2 separate regions of the Mus musculus genome follow, and region 1 is linked to region 2. Evidence: chromatin contacts called from public promoter capture Hi-C data. All regions are on one chromosome and are shown on one strand. The core of a region is the stretch at or near the end of the contact, and the rest is flanking DNA. Distances in the headings are between cores, read along the strand shown. Region 1 overlaps L3mbtl3 (L3MBTL3 histone methyl-lysine binding protein). Region 2 holds the start of Arg1 (arginase, liver).

Region 1 (4,203 bases), core at 63-2,562, 1.4 Mb before region 2:
TTAAGGAATATTTTTTATTATTATATTATCTTACCATTTTCATAGTATGATGCTCTTAAAGTACAAAGTCTCTTTGTATTGCCCTAACTTTCCTGAAACTTGAGGTGCAGAACAGGGCTGGCCTTGAACTCACAGAGATCAACCTGCCTCTGTTGTCCAGGACATCACAGTGTTTTAAAGCCATAATTACTTCTTCAGTATGACATTGACTCTGCACATGGATTTCTGGAAGAAAGTAATGACCATGGGAAGCTTTTCACAAGTGCCCTGGTGAATAAACAGATAGAACCCTGCTTCCTTCTGATAAATGCAAAGGGAAATCTGCTCTCTTATAACTCATTCTGCATATTTAAAAGCATACACTAATGCCTTTATCTTCAGACTGGGATGTCTTTGAGGGCTACTTATGTTTCTATTGACATGAAATGATATTTTGTTAATTGTCAGCAAAAGAAAGTGTGTTCCCTTCCTTAGTGTGCAACTAAGGCACATTTAAAATTGCTTAATGCTGGACTGTCTCTATTTCTCTAGTCTTTTGAATTTGGGATTTTTTTCTTCCTGTATAAATTACTTTGGTGTGTAATTGAGGTTACATATTTCCTTTCCTTTTTTAGTTTAAAGTAGTTTTGAAATGAGAGCTCCCAGCCCCGTAGTATAGAGATGCTGTATTCCACTTTATACAGAAGAAATGAAAAGCATGTGTCTGTCTACATCAAGATAGTGTGTGTTTAGTTGTAATGAAGAATTTCTGCCTTCTAAAAAGGAACATGAGGAAATTGTGTGCAGGACTGAGGAAAGGAAAAGAGTGTATGCTAAAAATAAAATATACCTCTGGGTTTCCTGATAGTTGTTCGCCTCAAGGTCAGTCTTAATATTCACAGAATATTCAAACTAGACATTACTTTAAAGATGCAGGAAGGAAGCCGGGCAGTGGTGGCACATGCCTTTAATCCCAGCACTTGGGAGGCAGAGGCAGGCGGATTTCTGAGTTCAAGGCCAGCCTGGTCTACAGAGTGAGTTCTAGGACAACCAGGGCTATACAGAGAAACCCTGTCTAAAAAAACCAAAAAATAAAAAATAAAGATGCAGGAAGGAAAGTGAGGATTGTTACTAGGATCCTACCAGAGATGAGTCAACAAATTGAAAGTCTTCACTCCAGTAGCCTTGGACTGCACTCAGGTATTCAAGACCCAAAGATAGCACCAAGTATTTCGGGTAGGGGTTTTTAAAAGGTAGAAACCACATCCTGTATGTCTTGCTCTGCAGCTGCAGGGAGAGGTTTTGCGCAAGAAAATCTTTTAACAGATGCTAAGATAAGCAGTTAGATGGAGGAGGGGTTTTGTACAAACAGTCAGTTTAGCAGAAGCTAAGGTAAGGTAGCTGGAGTGTTGTGACCTTGGGCTCCTAGAATAGGGTTTGCTTGTTGTCTATGGGATTCTCTATCAAAGGGATCAAATTCTAGTTTAAACTTGAAATGGCCACAACAAGAGTACAAGATAGAGGAACCTCTGCATTGTCTTGCTCTGTTATAAGCACCTTAGGAATACTGTACCCTACCCCCTATTGCATACGCAGCCTCTTTCCCTCTTCCCTCCCTCTTGCCTGATATTGGGCTCCAGAGACAGAACATATGATGAGAATTGTCTCCTCTTCTTCCCCCCAGGCACTGGGAAATATTTTTCCTTGGAAAGAAATGCTATTTTAGTGTGATCGTGTCTTTGGGGATCCAGCTCCAGGACAGCATGACCATGGGACTTAATATGTTTAGCACAAAGTCCTGAGTGCGTGGATCTGCAGCCTCAGCCCCTTGGGTTTCAGTTTGTTGTGATGGATCTCTTGGTGAGTTAGGGCAAAAGTCAGCAAAGAGTAGATCTGTCGAAAGGGAAGCATCAAATTGGTGACGTGGAAGAAACCACCTTTCCCCAGCTGTTTCTGAGTAACTACAAACTGTGCCTCAAGGTCCAGCTCTTTAATATTTACAAGTTTACAATAATAATAACTTTAGTTTTCTCATAATATAATATTAACTGATTTGTAACATGGGTCTTAGAGTGCCATGAACTTTTATTACTAAGTTTAGTTGGAAGTACACTGAGTGGTGTTTTTGCAGAAGGGCATGCAGTGAATGGAACTTAAGTCTTGAACTTTGGCACTGGGGACCTGTGTTCTCAGGTAGGAGAGAAACGTGCCCTCAGTCATTGGTGCTTAGGGTTTAATTGTGTACCCACCTCCAACCCCACCCCACCCCACCCCCACCCCGTACCATCTGTTGCTGTCTTGTGTGGCATGTGGAATGAAGGATTGATTCAACCTCACTGGAGGGTTCATGAAGAAAGGCAGAAGACATGGGATTAGAGTTACACCTGAGGGGATGTTGAGTCACTGTCAGGCATGCTCTGTGGAAACTGGCACCTTGTAGCTTACTTAACTCTTGCGGCCTAGTTGCCCCTTCTGTAGGGGTCAGATAATACCTGCTTCATCGCATGCCACAGGATTCAAATAAAAGTTTCAGGGGGCAGAAATCAGTTCGCAAGTACTTGAAGCATGGAAGGGGCAAGTGCGGACATCATCTTCTAAGGTTGTATTCCTGCACTTAGAGTATGTTGAGTGTGGTTTCTGGGCTAGAAGAAGGTCTCAAAGCACTGTGAAGGAAGGGAGTGTAGCTATCTGACACGAGATGACTGGTCACATTAATCACGTCTTCTCTCTCAGCACAGAGAAAAAGAAGAAATATCCTTGCTTGGCTCTCATGCATACACATGGAAGTTGATGTAGTTTTTGGGAAAAGGAGGCTGGAGGATCAAAAAAGTGAAAGTCACTCTCTACACAGCAAATTCAAGGCTAGTCTGAGCTAAACAAATACCCACCTCCAACAAAGCACATCTCCCTTTTAACCCTAGGGGCTGGGGTACTCACTTAGCCTGTTGGAATTTGTATAACATGATCTTGCTCACTTTATAGTTAAATCATAAATATTGAGGGGTTTTTGTGTTTGTGAATTTGTTTTCTGAGCTTTTCAGAACCACCCACGATTGATCCACAGGGATCATAGCAGTCTGCTATTAGTAGTTCACCCGTGATTTGCATAAAGTCCTAAATGATGGAGATAGGGAGAAGAAGTGAAAAGTGATTGGTGCCGGTCACTTGTCACATGTCTGCCTTCGAACACTGGATGGGACTATGATGACTTGTTCGGTGGCAAAGGAAATGAGTTTGGAGCCTTCCAACTTTTGAGTGGGGCGCTGTGTGCTACTGACAGAGTATAAGGAAAATGGGTCAGAGTGGGCTATGCTTATTTTCTTCATTGAGATGGTGGCTTTAGCTTCAATGGTGACTTAATAAATACTTATGATGGACTTCATGTAACATTTAGGCAATAAGCAGTATGGTGTAGATTTCCTTAGTTGTAATTTATAGATAAATCAAAAAAATCTAAAGTTAGTAACATTTATTTTTGCTTTGAAATAATCAGCATGACTTTGGCAGGTACTTTACCGTTACATTTGATTGACAAGAGAAAGAATTGAACCACTGTATATGTATTATTTTTTATGAAGCTATTTATAAGTACTACTTCCTTTTGTTCCCCCTACAGAGTACTTTTATTGGAAAGAGAAAAAGTAAATGACTAAAACATTATAGTCATCTAAGAGTATAGAATGACACAAATATTTTAGAAAGAATAATTATTTCATATATTGAAATATTATGTACCACTGCATAAAATTATACTATTTTACTTTGTATGTTAGTTATATAATTTTGCTTCGTACATTAGTTATAAGGCTTACTATAATTTAAAAGGAAGTTGTTTCAGTTTCATTTTAATATCAGATTGGTTTAGAGAGGAGAAGTGTTGAGTCAGAGCAGATGCAAGTTCCAGTTGTGTGGTGTGTTGTCTCTAGGCTTCTCTCTTAGGTGATTCTCTGAGGAGAATCAACTTTTTTCATCCGATGCAACAACACATGATTTGCAAGAGCCATGCTTCTGAGGTTTCTAAAACGTGGAGTTCAGAGGAGGGGATGTAGCATCGTCATAACTAAGGAGAAGAACAAAGTTCTCTTGTCTCTCAAGGGAAGCAGAGTAGTCCATACAGGCTGCAGAAATAGGAGTGTTTCATGAGGACAGATAAACTTGATATTAGCCTAGCTTTTTATGCGATGTCTGTGTACCATGTGCATGCAAGGCTTGCTGATGCCAGAA
Region 2 (3,903 bases), core at 657-3,156:
CCAGCATCTTTCAGGCAGGAAAACAATCTACCCCTGAATGGCATTTTTCTTCTTTTCTTTTTACCTTTGGGGCAGGTTCTGTGTTGACCTTTGAACTAACCCTATAACCCCAGCAGGTGTTGAACCTATAATCCCCCTGCCTCATCCTCTCAAATAGCTGGAATTTGTGGGCCAGCACCAAGAGGCCCAAAGAAAGAGAAAGTTTAAATTAAATAGAAGAAAATGTAGAGGTATTGACAGGTGGTGGTATCACACACCTTTAATCCCAGCACTCAGGAGGCAGTGACAGATTGCTATCTGTGAGTTCAAGGTTAGCCTGGTCTATAGGGCTAGTTCTAGGGTAGCCAGAGCCACACAAAGAAAACATGTCTCCAAAAAGCAAACAAAAATGTAGAGGTGCACATTTGGGATCTGGGAGCAGGTAAAACTTAAATTCCTAGCTAGCTTCAAATATATAGGAAAATTCTATCTTACATAAATCAATTTTTTAAAAAAATCTATAACCGTATATCAGAAAAACATAGTAAGATGAAAAATATATTTGAAAAGGAGGTATCAAAATGGTCCTGAGGGACTTTGGCTTCTTGATTTATTCATTCAATAAATGCAATACATTTATTCAATCAATAAGTCAATGTTTATTTTGTACTGAACGATTCTATGTACTGATGGTAGAGGGAACAGAATCTTTCTTGAGGTATTAAAATTCTGGGTGCTTTTTGTCCTCACAAGGTTAAAGAAATTTACTTCTGACATGTGGGTTTTCTTTTTAAAATTATAATCATGTAACTTTGTAACTGGGAGAATACTTGGTTGTGTTTCTTCTAAATTAATACTTTTAAAAATATTTCTTTAGTGTTGGGGGTGGCTTTACACAGGGACCGGACCACATCACCCACGTGGAGGTCAGAGATCAACTTGGAGGAGTTGACTCTTTCCTTGCACCAAATGGGTTCTTCGGGTCAAACTCGGGTCATCGGGCTTGGTGTTACCGGCTGGCCTCTCTCATCTGCCCTAGATCTCAGGGGGCCCTGCTGACACTCTGCTGGTGTGTAGATTAGAATCGCGGCAGCTCGGCGGGTGCAGAATGCCCATTGCTCCGTTTCGATTCTTCTGCAACCTGTATGTGACTAGCAACCTCACCAAGCTGCAGTCTCTTCCTGGGCAAAACAGCATAAGAATGATTCTCAGTCTGAAGTTAGTTTAAAGAGGAAACAGGAAGCGAAAGAACATTAACTAGAATAGCACTTGGCACACGACAAAGACAACTCATATTAGCTAGTTTGCTTTCCCTATCTTGGGATATCATGATTCCAAAAATGAGATTTTCCTGGAGACTGTATTTCAAAAATAGAACTGCTTTGGGTTGTCAGGGAAATAAATGATGCCTTCCTGTAAATAATAATAATAATAACAACAACAACAATATAAAACAAAAACCAGCCCCATGCTTTCCTAGACAGTGTAACCTGGTGACACATGAAATGTGTCTCACTTTCCCCAGAACTTGAAGCCTTGACTCAGGATGCTCAACAGGAGGGAAGTAAGAGACACCCCCCCCACCCCCTCACCCCCCCCCCCCACTTGCTGTTTTAGCCTCACCTTGCAAGTCCCCAGTGGACTTAAATCCTGGAAAAGGTGAGCACCCTGCCCTGAGGTGCCCAGGCCGGAAGCCTAGCACTTCACATGAGGTTATGAAATCACACATAATTGTCAATTGTCTGAGGAGAGATTAATGTCATCCAGCTGGCTTTTTCAAAAGGGTGTGAACTGGACGGATGAATAATGCTCAGAGGGAAGAATGGTAGTTCCTCTGATGGGGAGGTTCTGTTGACTCTGTCATTCTTCCATTCGGTGGGCGGAGCCAGTTGTTGGATAAACAGATCCAACCTGATTATAAGGGGGGAAAAAGATGTGCCCTCTGTCTTTTAGGGTTACGGCCGGTGGAGAGGAGCTGGACAGCCCGAGCACATGCAGCAGCAGCAGCCGCTGGAACCCAGAGAGAGCATGAGCTCCAAGCCAAAGTCCTTAGAGATTATCGGAGCGCCTTTCTCAAAAGGACAGGTGAGTTTGGCTTTGAATGACTGGAATTTATTGGGAAGTGTTACATTTTAACACTTGCCAGGCATCGTGGTCTAGCTGCAAGCTGGAAATGTTACATTCTTAACACTTAACAGGCGTTGCCTTGGGGCTACAAGCTTCCCAGCACCATCTGGGCTCCAGGTGCTAGAGCTCAAGTCTCTTCACCACTGTGTGGCATAGTATGCTTGCCGACTTTTGGATCCTGCCAAAGTCCATTTCAAGACAAAGAGTCACTACAAAGCTTGAAGAAAAACCCTCTGGATGTAGATCACCTGTGTCTGGGCTGCAGTTTCTCTCATAGTTACGGTGGCTCTTGGTGCTTTTGATGTTTTCTGAGTATGGAGTGAGAGATTGTAAGAAAACACATTAGTCTGGTTACGTAATTCATGCTTAGAAAAATGTAATGGGTGGTGGTAGGTAGCCTTTAGGCTTGTTTTAATTTGGATAACTTAAATAATAGAGCTTTTGCAAGTTTGCGAAGAATTCATGGTATTTTGAGCTTAATGATTTTGAGTATTAGTTGGGGGGGGGAGATGGGGGGGGAGGTGGGGGGTTTACATCTCTCTTTAAGGAGAACAAATAAAACAATACATCAGGTCTGCACGACTAATGGATCCATAAATCTCTGCCTAGCCCGCCTAAGTGACTCACGCATGTCAGCACTGCCTAAATGCGCTCCTCATTCCCCGTCTGCGTGGATACGCTCAGGCTGCTAATTAGAATGAGATAGCAGGATGCCTTAGGCTCCAACTCTCTGTGTTTAAAAAGGACGGGGGGAATCCAAGCCAAGCAAGGTGGTGTGTGACTCCTGGGTCCTTTTGTTTTACGTGGGGTCTTTCTCTTGGCTTTTAGACTCAGGCAGCCTTTAGCCTTTTAAACTGTGGAACCTAAAGATATAATCTGCCCCCCGCCCCCCCCCACACACACACCCTCTTCACTATACAAATTGTGGAAGGTTGGAGACCCAGACTGTATTTGGTATCAGTAATAGCATTTCACCTTCTATGGAAAAATCTCCACAGAGCTCTCCCAGAACACTAGAATATGGGGGTATTTTGTTGATTCATGATGCCTTTAAAACCACAATATGGCCGGGCGTGGTGGCGCACGCCTTTAATCCTAGCACTCGGGAGGCAGAGGCAGGTGGATCTCTGAGTTCGAGGCCAGCCTGGTCTACAAAGTGAGTTCCAGGATACCCAGGGCTATACAGAGAAACCCTGTCTCGAAAAACCAAAACAAACAAACAAACAAAAAATCACAATATGGGTCTGGATAAGTGGCTCAGTGGTTAAGAGCACTTGCTCCTCTTTGAGAAGACAAGGGTTCAGTTCCCATCCCCCACACCAGACGGCTCACAGTTGCCCATAGCTCAAGTTCCAGAGAACTCAGCACCATGTTCTGCCTCCATGAGCCACCCCCACATGCACACACACATAATGAAGCAAACATTTAAAAAAAAATCCATAATATGCTTACCTGTTCTTTTGTTTTAAAATTTTTACTTTTCTTCTTAAGTGTGTGTGTGTGTGTTTATGTCTTCAAGATTCATATACATTCAGGCACTGGGCCATCTCACCAGCCCTTCATTTATCCTTGAAATGGTTTATAAAACAGACTTGAAAATGATGACAACAACAACAACAATTAAAAAAAAAAAAAGAGGGAGGGAACCCAGGAGGACAGCAGGAAGGAAACAGACTTTGGCCTCTGGGCATCAGCAGAGGCCACCATCATGGTCAAAGCCCTTTTAGGAGACTCTGTCTTCAAATGCCATCTGCTGCCCTCTCCCAGTCTCAGGCAAGCTCCTCTGACAGAGATTCC

What was found. Promoter capture Hi-C pulls out the DNA fragments that hold promoters and counts their contacts.
Region 1: a promoter capture Hi-C map of pre-B cells shows a contact between it and region 2, with 4 times the contacts expected there. The contact joins the enhancer-like site here to the promoter of Arg1 in region 2. A contact is called at or near these places in 3 of 39 promoter capture datasets (cranial neural crest, hippocampal neurons and pre-B cells) and 1 of 9 other capture datasets (adipose tissue).

What each region holds. Positions count from the first base shown.
Region 1 is chr10:26,322,555-26,326,757 of GRCm38.p6, reverse strand. All of the region lies in intron 12 of L3mbtl3 (L3MBTL3 histone methyl-lysine binding protein), which reads left to right. Among named protein-coding and RNA genes, the nearest start is that of L3mbtl3, 49 kb to the left of the region's middle. Within about 2 kb of position 1,312, at least 56 of the 459 cell types and tissues checked have an H3K27ac peak or open chromatin away from gene starts, as enhancers often do. A contact at or near this core is called in pre-B cells, where this site is marked.
Region 2 is chr10:24,925,473-24,929,375 of GRCm38.p6, reverse strand. It overlaps Arg1 (arginase, liver), which reads left to right and starts at 1,906. Exons shown (of 8, transcript NM_007482.3): 1 at 1,906-2,064. The coding sequence starts at 2,008. It overlaps Gm40616 (a long non-coding RNA gene), which reads right to left. Exons shown (of 4, transcript XR_001779741.2): 2 at 3,559-3,903; 3 at 1,603-2,414.